Linked DNA regions of Mus musculus: regions 2 and 3 are each linked to region 1. A link is a contact called in public HiChIP or PLAC-seq data. All regions are on one chromosome and are shown on one strand. The core of a region is the stretch at or near the end of the contact, and the rest is flanking DNA. Distances in the headings are between cores, read along the strand shown.

Region 1 (2,964 bases), core at 337-2,836:
CTTTGTTTATTGCTTATTCGGTAACTTCAGATCTTTTCCCCAAAGTTCCCTTTCTTTTTCCTCCTCTAAGCCACCAGCATACCATCCCCCCCACCCCCCCCCCACACCAAGCTCCTTATTTCTTTACTGCAAATCCCCAGTGTGTTTACTGACCTGTGTGCCAAAAGGAAAATTCCCAGGCCACCTCCATGCCAATGCAATGAAAATCAGCAGCTGCCATTGCTCAACAAGGTCCTTGTGACCTATAAATCAATGGCTAAGAGCCCTTGCAGTGAACGGTGGCATGTGTGTGTTTATGTGACTATGTGAGATACATGACAGTGTTTGCTGCTTTGGGGAAAGAACCTGAATCTTTTCTGATAAGTAAGAGAATTAAGCAGAAATTTTTGCCTAAATCTTTTGGGGTTATTGTTGTTGTGTTAGTGGATGAGAGCCTAAGAAGTTGTATAAGAGAAATGAATGACATTAAAGAGAGAAACAGACACACAAGACCAAGAAATAATCAAGTCTAGAACATCTTACTGACACACTATTGATAGCACACTCACAGTAAACATCATCGATGCCTTGATAGGGCAGAAAGATCTGGAAATAAAAACCCCAGCGATTCATCTGTTTAAACAAAAGAAAGGAGATAATGTGGAGAGGCAGTGAAATGGAGGCTGAGATGAGATGTGAGTATTGAAGACACACACATGAGAAAGCCACTAGGCCCTACCCCAGTGTAGCATTGCAGGTAAGAGAGAAACCGGAAAGCACACTTGCCCTGCTCAGACACACTATCTGCAGCACATTAAGCATCTAAAAGTTAATGATACCAGAATAGTATCTTCAAAAAAAACCAAAATCGTAAAACAGAAATTAAGGCCCCAGTAAAACATTTGGGAGAATTTGAATAGATGTAGCAGGGAACCAGAAAATAATTCAAAACTTCAACTGGAAAAGTGATTTTAAGTTGTGCCTGCTATGTAACAACTGGCAAAAAGAGAGAAGGGAAAGGGAGGGAGGAAGAGAGGGAGGGAGGAAAGGGAAGGGAAGGGAAGGGAAGGGAAGGGAAGGGAAGGGAAGGGAAGGGAAGGGAAGGGAAGGGAAGGGAAGGGAAGGGAAGAAGGGAAGGGAAGGGAAGGGAAGGGAAGGGAAGGGAAGGGAAGGGAAGGGAAGGTAAGGGAAGGGAAGGGAAGGGAAGGAAAAGAGAAGAAAAGCAAGATGGTGCTGTATTTCCTGAGTTGTGAAACCAACCTGTCCTGACAGAAGAAGAGAACCGCCCCACACAAACACACACACGTACACACACCCCGACTGATGGCCAAGCACAGTGTGTGTACGTCTAATTTCAACCTCACAGTTAAAAGTGAAGCCAGGGACTGAGAATACTATCCACTGAGAGAAAAAAAGCAGAGGGGATTTTCTGAGCCAGATCCAAAATCATAAGGCTCAGGGGGAATTACTTTGATTTTGTCAAGTCAGAGCACATAGCCAAAGGCAGCAGACATGGGATATTGTCAGAGGTAAATCACCCGGCTAGGCCTGCTCTGTCTTATTGCAAGGTCAGAGGAGCACGGCGAGCCGGCCAAATGTTTCCAACCATGGAAATCCCCTAACTTTCCAACTGCTACAGTCCCACAGCTCCGAGGCTTTACTCACAGCAGGGCTCTGTTCCAGCTTTCAAAGCTCTCCAAGTTGATTAATCATTTTCTTGTTCTGACTCATTCAGGCTTCTAGAAAAAAATAGCTAAAGGTACTAGATGGGCTGGGTGGATCAGGGAGGTCAGATAAATTGGCTTGATGTTAGTCTATACAAAAACCTAGAAGAAATCGCCAAAAGTCTTTCGGCCTACCATCCTCCAGTGCTATGTATGGTTTGGGGCCAAAGGCCATTGGCTCGTTCCATGTGTTTAAAGCAGAATATTTCTGTGTGCATTAGCAAACTTGGGTATGCGAGCATTCATTTCTTAATGTTAAGGTAAGTTATTATAGGCTAGTAACTTAGAATTAGGATTCCATTTGTATCTATGCAGATGGACTGTGGACCCATGTATAAGCCTCTAACACCGACAATGTCAAACACATATACAGTGTTTATTATTTATCAGGCACTGTGTGCTTTTACCAAGAGACAAGTTTACAGCACTGAAAGGTCAATTTTGATCATCTTAGCCAAGGCCATACATAATGATTATATTATTTGGTCTGGCTAATATTCCCCACCATGAAGCTTATATTTTAAAAAATAAATTGTTTTAGTTTATGATTATATTGAGTCATACTGGAATGTCTGCTTCTTTGCTTTTGTAACACATTAATCTCTGGGCTTATTCATTGAGTTCATAGACGCTTATTACGCACCTGAGTGTACTAGTCATCAGAGAGAAAATTGTAAATCCTAAGATGCCACCTCAGACCTGAGGACATACACTGTGCTAGTGCCTTTTAACTAAGCAAACAAAACACATGGAGAAACACAGAGCATGAAACAACTATTTCTGCAAAGAAAAGGAGACAGTAGAATTGGGAATTTATGAAAAATCTGAATTTTCCGAGTGTTAAGGTTGGAAGGAACAGCACCATCATAGGGAATGGTTTGTATGAATGCTGAAATGTTTGAAATGGCATAGCATGCTGGAAATAGAAAAATAATCGTAGAGTCATGGTGGGGAGCTGAGTGGGTTAAATTAAACGGAGATGGTGATGGGCCTTGGGTAGAATACTCAGAGTTGCAGAAGAGCTCATGGTAGTTTAAAAGAAAGACAACAACTTTATTGGATTATGTTTCAGAAAAAGAACTCTGAAGATAATGTGGAATAGGTCTAAAGGGGAGCAGAGGCCAGACAGAAAGCGTCTGTGTGTCCCCTGAGGGGTAGCAGCAGTGGGAAAGGAGAACAAGATCCAACACGGATTCAGAAAGTACAGAGGGGAGACTGCAGTGGGGAATTGAGAACAGACCATGATGTTTGGGTAATCCCT
Region 2 (2,964 bases), core at 140-2,639, 410 kb after region 1:
CTAATAACTTTTGCTTACACCACAAAACTGTCATAGGCTATGGAAACACAAAGGCCCTGAACCCCTGGAAGTCATTACTCCTTCCTTTAGCAATTGTTGAATTAAGCATCATAAATATGGTTCCCATCCTGCTCCCCGCCCCCCAACCCCCCCCCCATTGCAAGCACACTCATGTGCACACACACACACGCACACACACACACACACACACGATCTGCTGGACATATGTTCAGAAGAAAGTAGGGACGCAAGTGAGAAAAAAAAATTCCCATGTCCTGAGTCAAGAGCTTGAGAGCTTTAAAGACGCTGGGGTGGAGGGTGGGTGATGGCGTGCTGGAAATGGACTATCCATAGGATTTATAGCTTATATGTTTCACAAAGCTTTTCTTAACATATAAAAATCTGTAGCGTATGGCTTTTCCCCCCCTTTTTGGTATAGGGCAGTAAACAAGAGCTTTGAAAGGAGAAGGAAACCAGGAGAAAGCCGGCTCCATTAGTCACGCAGCTGCGTATCCTGTCACAAAGGACCCCAGTTGAGTAATCGCCCAAAATATGCCTGTTATTTTTTTTCTGTCAGAAAAAAAGGGGGGCTGCCAAAACGTACTGTACAAAAAAAAAAAAAAAAAGAAAGAAAGAAAAAGAAAAACCCAGCTGGCTTTTCAGCCCCCACCCCCGGGGGTGGGGGTGGGGTCAGAAAATAAAGAAGAAACAGGCATAGCTTGGAAGTGTTCTCCCTACTTGTCTTTGCAAGAAGAAGCTCTCAAACTGCTTGTGGCAATGGAGCCTGCAGGGCTGGAGGATTGGCTGGCTCCTTGGACATCTAGAGTCCTTGCATGCCATCATGGGGTTCCCAGATGTTAAGAAGGCAAAGGCTGCAGAAGAAGGCAGGAAGAGGCAAGAAGTCACCCAAGAAAGGGATCCTAGAGAGTGAATATGTCCTTTGAACATCCTTATGTGAGAGACTTCAGGGCTCCAGAGCGAATCTGTGGCAGTTCACACCCGTTCCGTTCCATGAGCCCTGTGTGAGCCCTGCAGGGGCCACTGACTTTCTCCCAGCAAGCACCGCTGCCGCACCGGCAGCTTTTCTGATGAGCTCAGCAAAACCGGCTTTGGCTCAGGCGTGAGCCATGCTTGCAGTGTTTGAAAGACAGATGGAACAAGAGGAGGAGTAGGAGGATATCTAACTTGGGGGGACAAGCTGAGGAACTGGGGCTCAAAATCCAGCAAGGGTGTGTACATCTGTAGTCTCAGCTACTTGGGGGACTGAGGCAGGAGGATTATTTGAGCATATAAATTCAAAGTTCAAACAGTGGGTGGGACGACACTCTGCAGTACACTCCAGTGAGTGACGCTTACCACGGAAGCGAAAAGCCCGAGTTCAAGCCCCAGGATCCACGTGGTAGAAGCAAAGAGCCAACTCCCACACAGCATCACACGTGCTGATAAATTTTGAACTGTATGTGAGTTTTAAATTTTTAAGAAAGAAGAGAGAAGACTTTAAGGGAGTGGGGAGAGGGTGCTCTAGAGGAAGACTGCTTTGATTGGAGCTGCCTACGACTTCCGGTGCGAAATTTCCTGGATCAGCTTTCCAAAGGGTGGCAGGCACCTGGTGAGGAGGCCAAACCACTGCAAAGGCGCTCTAAAATTTCATCCAGTCACCATCTTTATTCCATGCTCTTAATCCGTCGTCCTCAGGACTTGGAGGGCAGGGGCGATCAGTCCTAGTACAAACTGTACTCTCAAAAAGTCACACTTTTTCTCCTGCCAAGACTGTCGAGAGTCAGAGCTGTCCCCAAGAAGCGGGGCTTCTATCTCTATACCAGAAAGCTGTCTCCTTAAGAAAGGGAAGGACCAAGAATAAAAATGTGTATGAAAAATGAAAAAACTAAACCCCACTATCTTGTATACTAATTAAAAAATAAAGAAAAGGGAGGTAGGGTCTGCACCACCATATGGACATGAATAGCAGATGTGCTGTTCCTGTTCTAGGCTATCTGGGTTAGTCCTAGAGAAGACAGACAGACAGACAGACAGACATGTCCACGTGCGCACATGCACACACACACACACAAACACACACACACACACACACACACACACACATGGAGATGAGAAGTTTAGGAGACCTTCACAGGGATGTCTCCAGGGACCTGAGTCCTAGGTCCCTACAGATTGCTTTAGGAAAGCTCAGGGTTTTACAGAACCAGGACTTTAGCCCTGTACTGGCTAGTTTTGTGTCAACTTGACACAGCTGGAGTTATCACAGAGAAAGGATCTTCAGTTGAGGAAATGCCTCCATGAGATCCAACTGTAAGGCATTTTCTCAATTAGTGATCAAGGGGAAAGGCCCCTTGTGGGTGGGACCATCTCTGGGCTGGTAGTCTTGGTTCTATAAGAAAGCAAGCTGAGCAAGCCAGGTGAGGCAAGCCAGTAAAGAACATCCCTCCATGGCCTCTGCATCAGCTCCTGCTTCCTGACCTGCTTGAGTTCCAGTCCTGACTTCCTTGGTGATAAACAGCAGTATGGAATTGTAAGCTGAATAAACCCTTTCCTCCCCAACTTGCTTCTTGGTCATGATGTGTGTGCAGGACTAAGACAAGCCCCTTGAGGCTTTGGATCCCAACTAAGGCAGAGTCCCATCCAGCTCTGACCTTAGAACCAAAGTTCCGAGATAGCAGTGCATGGGCACCTAATCTCCATGAGGGACACACCTCAAATTGTAGTTATGGCCTCCTGCAGGGAACAGGCTCCAGGTTATGAGGCAAGAGTCTCTCCTTCCCCTTGTTTAATGATCTGCTAGGAAATTCAGACAATCCACTGGTCTTTCTATAACCAATGCCCCCTTCAAAGTTTGTCAGCTATAGTCAACTGTCACTTAACATTAGGGATCAGTTCTGAAGGGTAGAGCATTGCTCAGCCTTGTTGCTGTATGAACACAATAAAATGCATTGCACCTACGACCTA
Region 3 (2,964 bases), core at 228-2,727, 260 kb after region 1:
TAAACAGAATAAAGAAAGTTCACAGGCAAACCGTCATCTGTGTTAAGGAAGAAAGGACAGAGAAACTTGGCCTCGTTCACATGAACTTTAGTTTATCTAGAAATAGATATGAGACAAATACACAGATAAGTATGTGCCTGTGCATTGTCCTCAAGACTATGAAAGCAACGTGTGCGACCTGTAAAGGTCACCTGCTCAGAGGGGATTTCCACCGAGCCCTTGCCGGGATGTGCGGTTTGATCGGCTTTACTGACCTGGAGTCAAGGTTCGAGGACATTGAGAGCTCTGAGGAGGACATTGGAAAGAGAAGGGCCAGAAGCACAGTGGGGACAGCAGCCCTCCACCTGGATGAGATCGTTCAGGATGGTGAGCGAGAGCCAGGCTGAGACAGAGGTAACTTCAGATGTTTAAGACAATTCCCTTTGGAGGGAAGACACTTCACACTGGGGCTGGCACCCTAGCCCTTCCTGCTTCATTGTACTATTTCACGGTGGCTCTGTTCAGACTGGCTCCTTTGGCATCAGAAGGCCCTCCTTGACAGTGACTGTTAGCTGATATTTATTGAACATTTGGTATACACAGATCCCAGACAGGCACTTCACATGGGCTAACCTCATGTGGACCTCACACACCCTCTGAGGTTGGGTCAGCAACCGCTCTCACTGTGAGTGACGTCCTGTGAATCAGCTGATCGATTAAACAAGGCCCTCCGGGTCCACAAGGAGCAGAAGGGGGATGATCCAGAGACTCTCCACATTTGGGTTTGCTGTTTTGAATGCACAAAATGGAATCCTTATTCTGGTTCTTGGAGGTGGGTCTTAGCCTCACTCATTGAAGTTCTGTTCTGAAGTTGGGCAGCCTAGGTCGAGCATGTGGTTATTAATTTCAAACAAGAAGGGGCTTATGTGTGTGTGTGTGTGTGTGTGTGTGTGTGTGTGTGTGTGTGTGTGTGTGTGTGTGTGGAGGGGTCAGTTCCTGCCCATTGAGAGCAAACAAAATAAAAAAGCAAATCCCAAACTTCCAGGGTAGAGTTGAAGTCTCTTCAGACCAAACCTCTCAGGACAGTCTCGAGCGGACAGCAGAAGAGTATAAACAACTCCTCTAGCACTTCTGAGACCTGTCGATTCTTCTCTCTCTGAAGCAGAGCCTTTGTGAAGTTCTATAATCCTCCTTGTAGCTCTGAGACCTGGCCACCCCGCTGGAAAGCAACCCAGAGCCATGTGATTTGCAGCATGTACCGGCTCGAATATGGAAGACAGTAATTACCTCCAATTCCAGTTAGGAAAGCTGAACCCTGCCTTTTTCGTGCCTCAAACAATTATTGAAGTGCCTTTTGAAGCACTGGACAGAAGAGAAAGGCAAAACAAACCAGAGCCAATTAGAGCCTGGGATTTGAGGGTGGCTTAGAGTGGTGCGGCGGGACTTGGGAGGAACTGTGGGAGAGGGTCAGAGGTTACCTCAAAGCTCCAGCTGCCAGGCAGCTTTGCCTGTGCCAAAAGAGCCATTACTCTGCCTCTAGAATCAAGGCCCTCGCCCTGCCTGGGGAATGCTTTGCAGGAACAGCCTCTGCATGGCTGTTGAAGAAGGCTCCCTGATTAGATAAGGCCTGGAATGTGTTTGATGTTGTGCAAAACAGCCTCTGACAGCTTTCCTAACCCCACGTCCAAGGCTTTTCCTCAGCAGAGACTCCTGTGTAAGGACCTAGCTCACAGAGAGCTCTCCTGCAGGGAAGCACCTTAGAGAAGTCTATGAATGTGTGTGCCACTGAGAAGCAAGATCTGTGGACTCTGGAACTCTTCTGGCTGTTTGGAGGCAGCCTGAGTAACCGTTGCTGCCAGTGGAAACCAGGACAGTGTCGTGTTTCTCCCCCCCCCCCCCACACCCCCATGAAGGTTGCAAGTGGCCTTGGGCTGGTGAGGGATCCGGGGGAAGTACTTCTTTATGGATCTCAAGGACAGTCCCATTCAAAGCTGTGACAGTGCAGGCCAGTGAGTCTGAGCACAGAGAGTTGGGAGCCAGGTTAGAGAGGTCTTGGGCAGGATCTGGGAAGCATTTTGAGTTAATAAATTAAGGATTGCCAAGGCAAGGTGGCGCCATCCAGGAAGTTCCAGTTTGAGTTTGGGTTAGGATCTGGGCAAACTGTAAGCACCAAACAGCCCAGAGAAAAACCACTTTGCTGAATGTCCCTACTTCAGCCCGTGCAGACAGGCTTTATCTTGTCCTTGACATGAGTGCCAGGCTCTCCATTTGCCTGTCACCTACCCATTTACTGTGCCTCCATGTCTTCCCTCTCCTGTAAGAAATGGTCCTTGAAGGAATTCTATTCCTGTAGAAAGAACAAGGTGACACATTGCTTTAAAAAAATGCATTTACTTGGGTGACATAAACGCAACATTCTGGTGGTCTGTAAAGCTGGCTTTGCCCAGTGTGGTGGCAAATACTTTTTATCTCAGTGCTGTGAGTTCAAGGCCAGTCTGGTCTATGAAGTAGGTTGTGGGCCAGCCAAGACTATATAGTGAGCCCCTGTCTCAGAACTAAGTGAAAGAAAACAAATAAAAACAACAAAATAGGCTTGTTGTGTGGTTGAGAGAGGAGGTTCACGCTGCGCCTCCTTTTTGGATAAGAATGGCAGCTAAGATATTCATGCTTTCCTATTCTTGGTTTGTCCCCTGGTGCACCCTCTGCTCCCTCCTATATGGGGATTGCAGTCATTAGCCTTGTTGCAGATGGGAGGGGGACAGAGAGAGGTCAGTAACCTGGCCAAGGACACATGGAGAGAGGGGTCCACAGAGAACAGCTGCCATGAGCCGGAAGGGACTTAGACATACCAAGGTTCAAAAATATGCTTTGGTTTTAAAATTAAACCCTTTAAGGCTCCCACAGAGCAACGCTGAGAGATGACCAAAGCAGAGTAGAAAGAAAAATACATGGACCCCCATAAACCCTGAGTGAGATGAAGCAAGG

The links. HiChIP or PLAC-seq counts read pairs in DNA pulled down with a chosen protein or histone mark.
Region 2: a contact with region 1 is called in an H3K27ac HiChIP or PLAC-seq map of embryonic fibroblasts, with 5 times the contacts expected there. The contact joins two enhancer-like sites. A contact is called at or near these places in 3 of 484 Hi-C or Micro-C datasets (bone marrow-derived macrophages, cranial neural crest and nephron progenitors) and 6 of 115 datasets of contacts at active chromatin or transcription factors (CD8 T cells, bone marrow-derived macrophages, embryonic basal ganglia and 3 more).
Region 3: an H3K27ac HiChIP or PLAC-seq map of heart atrium shows a contact between it and region 1, with 7 read pairs. The contact joins two enhancer-like sites. A contact is called at or near these places in 11 of 484 Hi-C or Micro-C datasets (the 3T3-L1 cell line, Sertoli cells, bone marrow-derived macrophages and 4 more), 3 of 115 datasets of contacts at active chromatin or transcription factors (embryonic stem cells, fibro-adipogenic progenitors and heart atrium) and 2 of 9 other capture datasets (embryonic stem cells and embryonic trunk).

Annotation. Positions count from the first base shown.
Region 1 is chr12:79,598,890-79,601,853 of GRCm38.p6, forward strand. All of the region lies in intron 7 of Rad51b (RAD51 paralog B), which reads left to right. Among named protein-coding and RNA genes, the nearest start is that of Gm36048, 200 kb to the right of the region's middle. Within about 2 kb of position 1,587, at least 157 of the 459 cell types and tissues checked have an H3K27ac peak or open chromatin away from gene starts, as enhancers often do. A contact at or near this core is called in Sertoli cells, embryonic fibroblasts, heart atrium and 1 more, where this site is marked.
Region 2 is chr12:80,013,437-80,016,400 of GRCm38.p6, forward strand. No RefSeq gene overlaps it. Among named protein-coding and RNA genes, the nearest start is that of Gm36834, 4.6 kb to the right of the region's middle. Within about 2 kb of position 1,390, at least 109 of the 459 cell types and tissues checked have an H3K27ac peak or open chromatin away from gene starts, as enhancers often do. A contact at or near this core is called in embryonic fibroblasts, where this site is marked.
Region 3 is chr12:79,858,309-79,861,272 of GRCm38.p6, forward strand. Gm36132 (a long non-coding RNA gene) reads right to left here. Exons shown (of 4, transcript XR_381728.4): 4 at 535-2,326. Among named protein-coding and RNA genes, the nearest start is that of Gm36132, 7.8 kb to the right of the region's middle. Within about 2 kb of position 1,478, at least 105 of the 459 cell types and tissues checked have an H3K27ac peak or open chromatin away from gene starts, as enhancers often do. A contact at or near this core is called in Sertoli cells, heart atrium and uterus, where this site is marked.